Regions from separate parts of the Gossypium hirsutum genome. Here region 2 is linked to region 1. The links are chromatin contacts, called in public Hi-C maps. All regions are on one chromosome and are shown on one strand. The core of a region is the stretch at or near the end of the contact, and the rest is flanking DNA. Distances in the headings are between cores, read along the strand shown. Region 1 holds the start of LOC107888285 (short-chain dehydrogenase TIC 32, chloroplastic). Region 2 holds the start of LOC107888744 (tubulin beta-8 chain).

What was found. A called contact is a pair of places that touch in the nucleus more often than the background predicts.
Region 2: a Hi-C map of leaf shows a contact between it and region 1, with 2.2 times the contacts expected there. The contact joins the promoter of LOC107888744 here to the promoter of LOC107888285 in region 1. A contact is called at or near these places in 9 of 34 Hi-C or Micro-C datasets (leaf, petal and seedling).

The regions. Positions count from the first base shown.
Region 1 is chrA09:22,752,070-22,756,323 of Gossypium_hirsutum_v2.1, reverse strand. It overlaps LOC107888285 (short-chain dehydrogenase TIC 32, chloroplastic), which reads left to right and starts at 1,416. Exons shown (of 8, transcript XM_016812343.2): 1 at 1,416-1,767; 2 at 2,806-3,037; 3 at 3,258-3,337; 4 at 3,719-3,872; 5 at 4,239-4,254. The coding sequence starts at 1,662.
Region 2 is chrA09:23,455,661-23,460,109 of Gossypium_hirsutum_v2.1, reverse strand. LOC107888744 (tubulin beta-8 chain) reads right to left here and starts at 1,597. Exons shown (of 3, transcript NM_001326752.1): 1 at 1,156-1,597; 2 at 472-741; 3 at 1-382. The coding sequence starts at 1,549.

The DNA.
Region 1 (4,254 bases), core at 167-2,666:
TTAGTAAAAAAATTGCCAAAATTATGTGTTAATGACATGATTTTTTTTAAAAAATATCATTAAAAATTTAAAAAATGAAAATAGATAATGGGATGAGAAGAGTCAGTAAAATAATTTATCTGCGAAAGAATATCATTTTAAAAACAAATTGGGATAATTTTCGTTTCAAAAAAATTGGAATAACTTTGTTTTTCAGTGCTTTCTACATTACTAATTAAATAAGTTAACAATTGTTTTGAAAACTAACTTAATTTTATCCAAATTACTAATTCTTTATATTTACAAAATGCTTACCAAATACAATATTGAAAATTATTGAAAAAAATAATTAAATAAAACATATTTAAATAAAATACACATGAAAGCACAAGTAAGAAAAATGTAAGGAATAAATTAATTTTTTATTATCATATATTAACACCGTTATTGAATTTTTTTTATTTACTCACTTTCAAAAAAATATAAAGACTAAATTAATTTTTTTAAGAACTGATTTGTCGAATTTGAAAATTGACAAAACCATACATAGTATTTATACTTGAATAGATGACTTACCACACAAAATTAGCACGTGCTTCACTGCTTAAAATAATAAAACTGTATTAAAGGTAGCAAATATTATTATATCCACGACTAGTGAAGTAAAAGAACTCTATATAAACGAATTTAAAAAGATGTTCAATGTTTTTTTAAAACTATTATTCTAATTATTAGTTAGTTATTATGGGCAGAGACATTTTCTTTCTTTAACAAAGTAAAAGACAACAAAATCATCACATTATTGAGTTGTCAATTACTTAATATTAGGTGTTTATGGGATGGTCTACCTAGATTTGGGTCAAATTTAAATATAATATTTATATATTTTATATTTGTTTAAATTTATTTTTACTTAATTTAAAATATAAGTTTAAAATTTTGTTAAAGCTCGCTAATATTTACAAATGATTAACCAAAATCTAAAATCACTCATATTATATTTTTAATTTTTTTTAAAAATTATGTTATTTTAATTTAACATTTTTTATTTATTGAAATTTTTTATATATTTATTTTAATATTTATATTAGACTAATATTATATATTTAGTATAATTTTATTTATTTATAAGTTATAAATTACATAATGCATATATATAAAATATTATGTACTTGAAAACAGGTTAGACCAAACTTAAACCTTAAATGTTTGAGTCTAATTTATTTTTTAAATGAATTTAAATTTTTTCTATCTAAACTGATTTTTTAAATTTAATATTTTTATTTTTTACTTTCTCAAAATTTGAGCGAGTCTTAATGCTGATAGTACGTACGTGTGAACAGGTAGACCCCCATACTCAATATTCAATTAAGGCTTCACAATGCAATGGGAAAGCTTTTATATTTTCATTAAGCTAATTTCACGATAGATAAGTACGTTCACCCCGAAACGCAGCCGTTTATGATGATTTTGCAACTATTGTTGTAGGGTCTAGATAACGTACGTCAGGTTGGCTTGGCAAAATACAGACTTCACAACTCACTGTCTTCAAGGCTGTGTGACCCTCATTCCTCGTACACATTTCCTACTTCAAATCTGTCTTTATAATCACAGTCGAAGAGTCCTTGGAGTTTGTGAATGACCCTTATTGCATACAGGTAAAGAGTCTGTTATTTACAAACATGTGGCTGTTTGGCAGAAAAGGGCCATCTGGGTTTTCGTCATCTTCCACAGCTGAGGAAGTTACACAGGGGATCGATGGCACTGGTCTCACTGCCATTGTTACAGGTTTATCGACTTTTAAAATTTCGCATGCAGTGAGGAAACTATTTTGCTATGTTCTTATTTCTCGCATGTAATGTAATTTTCTTGCAGTTTTTTTTTTTTCTCCTGATGTTTCTGTTTTGAGTCTTTGACATTTGGATGCATAATTTATGTTGATAGAGAATATGAGAAGTAGAAATTTTATGGTTTCTGTTCTGCCTAGTTTGTGTTTGTTACTTTGTTTGTATCTTTGTCTTTGGCCTCGCTCCTCACATGATTCTGGCATGAACAGTGAAACGAGATCCAGATGAGGGAAGTGATTTTTTTTTCTCAGCTGTAAACAATTCCAATACATTTCTATTTCTTTTTTAATTATTCTACTTAAGCATGTTACAGTTCAACGATGATGCGATGTCCTATAGTGTGGTCAGTAGCCATTGATAGATATTCTGGTAACCAAATTAGGGGGAATTTGCCATTCTGATATCATATGAGTTTAGCTTCCATAGCTGCCTTTAGTGTTGGGTGTACCTTGCTTCCTCTTATTGGTAAGGTTAAACAAGGAAACTATCCCTTTTCCCATTTTCATACCCTGAAACTGAGACCCTTTGCTAGTCTTTGTCATGCTAGGCCACAGGTCTCACCACCTAAGTTCACAGACTTCTTCAGACTATGGACATAAATAATGAGTCAAAGACAGTAATTCTTCCTGGTTGATCTGTTTGGTTATGTAGAAATATTGCTGTCATGGGGCAACACTTCAGTGTTTTAGGGATGTGGCTGAAGGTCTTTGGTTGCAGATTTCTCAAACTTTAGGATGAGTATAACTTATAATCTTGCATGGGGATGCAGATGTAAGCATTTATGAGACCCTTGACCTTTAGGTATGTTGATTGAAAAAAGGTATTGGTTTGTTGGCCATGTTCCATCATTTATTGCTTGGCTTTGGCTTGATAGGTACTTAATCCTAACCATGTACACGTTGCATAAGTTGTTTGGTTCAATCGTTTTCTTATGTTTCTAACAAGCATAATTTCTCTTTCATGGTGAACGTAATTATAGGAGCATCCAGTGGTATTGGCACTGAAACCGCACGTGTTCTTGCTCTGCGTGGTGTTCATGTAATTATGGGGGTCAGGAATGTGGCTGCTGGTAGAGATGTTAAAGAAGCAATTGTGAAGGAAATTCCAACAGCTAAAGTTGATACAATGGAATTAGATCTCAGTTCAATTGCATCTGTGAGGAAATTTGCAGCAGATTTCAGCTCCTCAGGTCACCCTCTGAATCTCCTTATGTAAGTAGACAATGAGAGTGGGCAGCCTTTTATATATCAATTCCCAGCCACAGTAGTGACTAAGTTTATAGTCATCTGCTTGTTAAATCTGCTATTTGTGACATCAATCTCCAACTCCCAGTCTGCTTACCGATGTATTCATGATTAAACAACTTCCTGCAATAGTCTTTTTAGGCAATCATTTAAACAAGAATATAAAACTTGTTTTCTTTGCTGTCAGCAATAATGCAGGAATTATGGCAACTCCTTTCATGCTTTCAAAGGACAATATAGAACTACAGTTTGCAACCAATCACATAGGTATGTTAGCATAAACTTGATCCCAATGGCATTCTCTTCTTGACATTTTGAAGCTTGAACATACAACTCTGTAATAGAAATGGATAATCTTTTCCAGTGTTTACTTTATGGAAGCAGCCCATTTTCATAGTGATGGTGAATTTAGAACATCTAGGTATAAAAATACATCTAGGTATAAAAATAGTTTTTTCCATCTCGTTTTCCTCTCTCTGAACTCTAAATCTAAACATAGCTTGTTTTGCAACCTCTACAATTATTGTTCATGTTTTCTGTTGCATAGAGTTTAGTTATGGATAATTGCTTCAGGAAAGGGGAGGAAAGAAACAGAAAACTAGGCCATTGTTAAAGCTTTGTTGTATAACTTTTTTTGAACAAAAACAGGTCATTTTCTTTTGACAAATCTCTTGCTGGACACTATGAAGAAAGCTGCACGGACAAGCAAAAGAGAGGGAAGAATTATAAATGTCTCATCAGAAGCTCACCGTTACACTTATAAGGAAGGAATTCATTTTGACAAGATTAATGATCAATCGGGGTAACACCATACACCCTCTCTAAAATGCATTCAGTTATGCCCTTATTATCTAATTAGAGATTCTGAGGAAAAGCAAATTTCAATGTCTTCTTGGGAAAATTACATGTTTGTTCCGGAAGAAGAAATTGACTATTATCTCTTAAACTTTGACATGATGACTTTTCCTTAGTTAACATATGTGTAATGGTTCTTATAATGATATTCTACTATCAATGTCATTTAGCATTACTTGTTTGATATTAAAACGGAAGTGAAATGTGTTTATGCTTATTCTAAGATACAGCTATCGGATAACTTCCATTAAGCAGAATAAAATTATCTTTTGTCATTGCTTTTTTTTTTTTTTTTAAATTTGGTAATGTACAGGTACAGCAATTTTGCT
Region 2 (4,449 bases), core at 348-2,847, 700 kb before region 1:
ACATTATTGGGGATCCACTCCACAAAGTATGATGAGTTCTTATTCTGCACATTAATCATTTGTTCATCGACTTCCTTGGTGCTCATCTTGCCACGGAACATGGCTGAAGCAGTCAAGTATCGCCCATGGCGAGGATCAGCAGCACACATCATGTTTTTGGCATCCCACATTTGTTGAGTGAGCTCGGGAACAGTAAGAGCCCTGTATTGCTGTGACCCTCGAGAAGTAAGTGGAGCAAAGCCAACCATAAAGAAATGCAGGCGAGGGAATGGAATGAGATTGACGGCAAGCTTGCGTAGATCTGAGTTTAATTGACCAGGGAAACGAAGGCAGCATGTCACACCACTCATGGTGGCAGAAATCAAGTGGTTCAAGTCTCCAACTGCATTCAATCAGGATGAACAAATGAAATCAACAGACCTTTTACAGTTGAAATATGAAATAACAGCAACGTGAAAAAGATTGACGTACAGCTTGGAGTAGTGAGCTTCAGAGTACGGAAGCAAATATCATATAAAGCTTCATTGTCCAAAACCATACATTCATCAGCATTCTCAACAAGCTGGTGAACAGAGAGAGTAGCATTGTAAGGTTCGACAACAGTGTCAGACACCTTAGGGGAAGGGAACACAGAGAAAGTGAGCATCATTCGGTCTGGGTATTCTTCTCGGATCTTGGAAATCAAAAGTGTTCCCATGCCCGATCCAGTTCCTCCTCCCAATGAATGGCATACTTGAAATCCTGAAATATTAGAAAATGATTGTCAAATCATTAGATGTCAGGAAATAGAAGAAAGCAAATTCCAATCTAAAGCTAGATCATAGATTCCGCAAAATTTTTAAATCACACCTAAAAAGCATAATATTCGAATTGAGAATGATATAGATTTATTTGAGCAACCAAATAGAGAACCTTCCTTCCGAAACTTGAAATTTGCTAATAAGTTGAAAATTCAAACTAAACAAGCACATAAAACCTTCCTAAATTGTCAGATCCATGCTGAAAGTAACATAAAAGAACCACTTACGAGTTAAACCAACAGTTTGAAAAAGTAAAGCCAACAAATCCTTCTTCTACGGGCTAATCTAACTCTAAACTTGAAAAATCCAAACCAAAAAAAAAAAGCATGCTTAAAATTATTAAAACACACGTTACCTTGCAAGCAGTCACAGTTTTCGGCTTCTTTCCTCACCACATCTAGCACTGAGTCGATCAACTCGGCCCCTTCCGTGTAATGACCCTTGGCCCAGTTATTCCCTGCACCGGACTGGCCGAAAACAAAGTTGTCAGGCCTGAAAATCTGCCCGTACGGCCCGGATCTAACACTATCCATAGTGCCAGGCTCCAAGTCCATAAGGACGGCTCGTGGAACGAACCTCCCGCAACTCGCTTCATTGTAGTAAACGTTAACGCGCTCCAGTTGCAAATCATTGTCCCCTTGATAGCGTCCCGTTGAATCTATGCCGTGCTCGGCGCAAACCACCTCCCAAAACTTGGCACCGATCTGGTTGCCGCACTGCCCTGCCTGAATATGAAGAATCTCACGCATCTTTCCTAGGACTCGGATTTCAGAGAAAGTCCAAAGAAAATGAATTTTCAGTGAGGTTTTTTTTTTTTTTCTGAAATGAAAGACGGAAACAGAAGAATTATATAGGGAGGAGATGACAGAAGGTGGTGCTTGCCGTTAGGGTTGACGGAGGTGCGTGACGGCTGACGAGGCCATTAAGCTTAATAAAGGGGGATATTTCGAATTTTGAAAATTTCGGGAAAAAGGAATAACCCCTGGGTTTAAATGAAAAACGAAATCTTTACGCGTAGTTGATAGGGTTGAACATGACGCGCGATTTTCATCATGCCATCATGCGAGTGTGTGTCTTCAGATGATTTTATTGTGCGTGAGCATGAGGGTGGAGAGTGTGACCACGTGATTTTGGGAGAGATCCATGTGACTGCCACTTTGGCTACCGTCGAGGCGAAGGGCGTGTTTGGGTTTTCCATTTTTTTTTTCTTTCTTATTAAGATATTTGTCAAAAACATACTTGAAATTTTATCACACACCTATTACCAAAACAATTACAAATGTAAAATATAAATATGTATTTAAAATTAATATAAAATAAATAATACATATAAAATATATATGATACTAAAATAAAAAATTTAAATTAAATTATAAGTAAAAAATTTAGACACGTAAATACATCAAATAAATAATACTAAATGCACTATAATTATTTATCAAGTTTTTGTCATCAATTGTGAGTTAATCTCGAGTTAGTTTGTGACATCAATTCAATAAATAGCACTATAAATACTAGAAATTCTATCACACACGTGTGTATATATATGCGAAAACCACATATTTAAAATATAGATATGTGTTTAAAAATAACATATAATAAATTATAAGTAAAATGGACAAAAAATAAATTAAATTGTGAGTAAAAAGAAATTTAGAAATTTAAATATATAACTGATGGAAGTAGTAAATTATGCATATTAAAATAAAAATGTATGAAAATTATTATACATAGTAAATTGGTGTGGGTTCAAATCCTACGACATGCATAGTTTTATTTTTATTTTTAAATTAAAAAGATTAAACTAGCCTCAAATAATATAATTTATTTTAATATAGAAGGTCATTTTTGTAATTTCTCTAATAGGATTAGTATCCGTTTGATTTATGACATTAACATACTCAAGGATTTTATTAATAGTAAGTGAAGATATACAAATTATGAAAGTAATAAATTGTGCATATTAAAATAAATATGTATACAATATATCAAAAATGAAGTTTTAGTTGAGTAGTAAATTTAAGCTTTTATTAATCTAATTGGGGTAGCTTCAAATCTTACCATATGCATATTTTTATTAGTTTTTGTTGAAATGAAAATAATAAAATACATACGAGTAATATAAATTATTTCGATTATGGAAGGACATTTTTACAATTTCTCTAACCGAGTTAGTCCTCGATTGACTAATGACACCAACTCTAAAATGCTTTCAAATTACAATGTTTTAAGTATAAATCTCATTCTTTATCATTTTTAAATTAAAAGATAAAAATATTCTCATATTAATATAATATAATTTATAAAAAATAATCTTTTAAATTATTGCCTAATTAAATTAGTATAAATTGACTCATAATATCAACTTCGTCAAGAAATTATATATATATACATATTATAAGGCTTTTAGAAAATAATCATAGGTGGCATATTTAAAGATAGAAGGGGAAGAGCCAGGGGGGCTGGCAGGGGGTTAGGCTCCTCTAAAATAGATTTTTTTTATTTAGGCTTCTTTATAATTTATAAAATTTTAAATTACTAATGATAAAATTGCAATTTAAACACCTAAAAATGATAAAATTTTAATTTATTTTTTAAAAAATTATAAATATATAGGCTATTAAAATAATGAAATTATATTTTTACTATTATAAAAATATATAATTTAATTTCACCCCTTAAAAAAATATTTTGCTTCCCCTAGTGAATAATGTCTTTAGTTGACAGATTAACATTTTATACATTAAACGAATGTAAGCTCCATAATTTAAAATATTTTTTGAAATTATACAATTATTTTTTAAAAAAATCTTTTTTTAACTAAAAATAGAAAAAAGCATAAGTTGAATAACAATTTAATAAATTAAAAGGTGATATTAAAATATAGTTTGAACATTAAAACTCTTTTAAATTAAAAATAACATAATTTATTTTAAAATTATTATAACAGTTAAGATTAACATTAAAATTAAAAAATAATTAAAATAAAATTTATTTAAAAATCCAATTAATATTAGAATTAGCAACCAAGTTTTAAAAAGGTGTAAAAAATAATTTTGTATAATAGAAATATCATATTTAAAACTATTGTTTTAAACATTTTTAAAATAGATTATAATATTTTATAATAGGACAAAAACATATTTAAGTTATTAAAAAACATAATTAAAATTAGTTTTGGTTTCAATTAGAAATAAAATAGTTAATTTAAATCACACCCAAAAAATAAAATAGTTAATTTAAAATATTTTGTTGGCCAAAAAAAACTTAAAATATGTTTAAAAAACTTATATCGTTAATATCAAAATTAAAATAAAATAAGTAAAGACAATTTTAAAAATATTTTAAAAATTAAAATTGTTTAAAACCTGTTTAAACATGATATAAAACTACTTAAATTATTAAGAGCATAATATATGTTTAACATATACTTTTCAAAAGCATATCTATATAATGTGAACTCTAGTTTTAAATATTAATTAATTTAAGTTTAAATAAATTAATAAAGTTTCTCAAAAAAAATAAAACAATAAAATTAAATATTTAGATAATATAACTTTAAAAATTTTTAAAAATATTTACATTGTTAATTTGATGTTTAGACATATATAGATGTAGGTCAAGAATTGGTTAGACTGAAATTAACCAT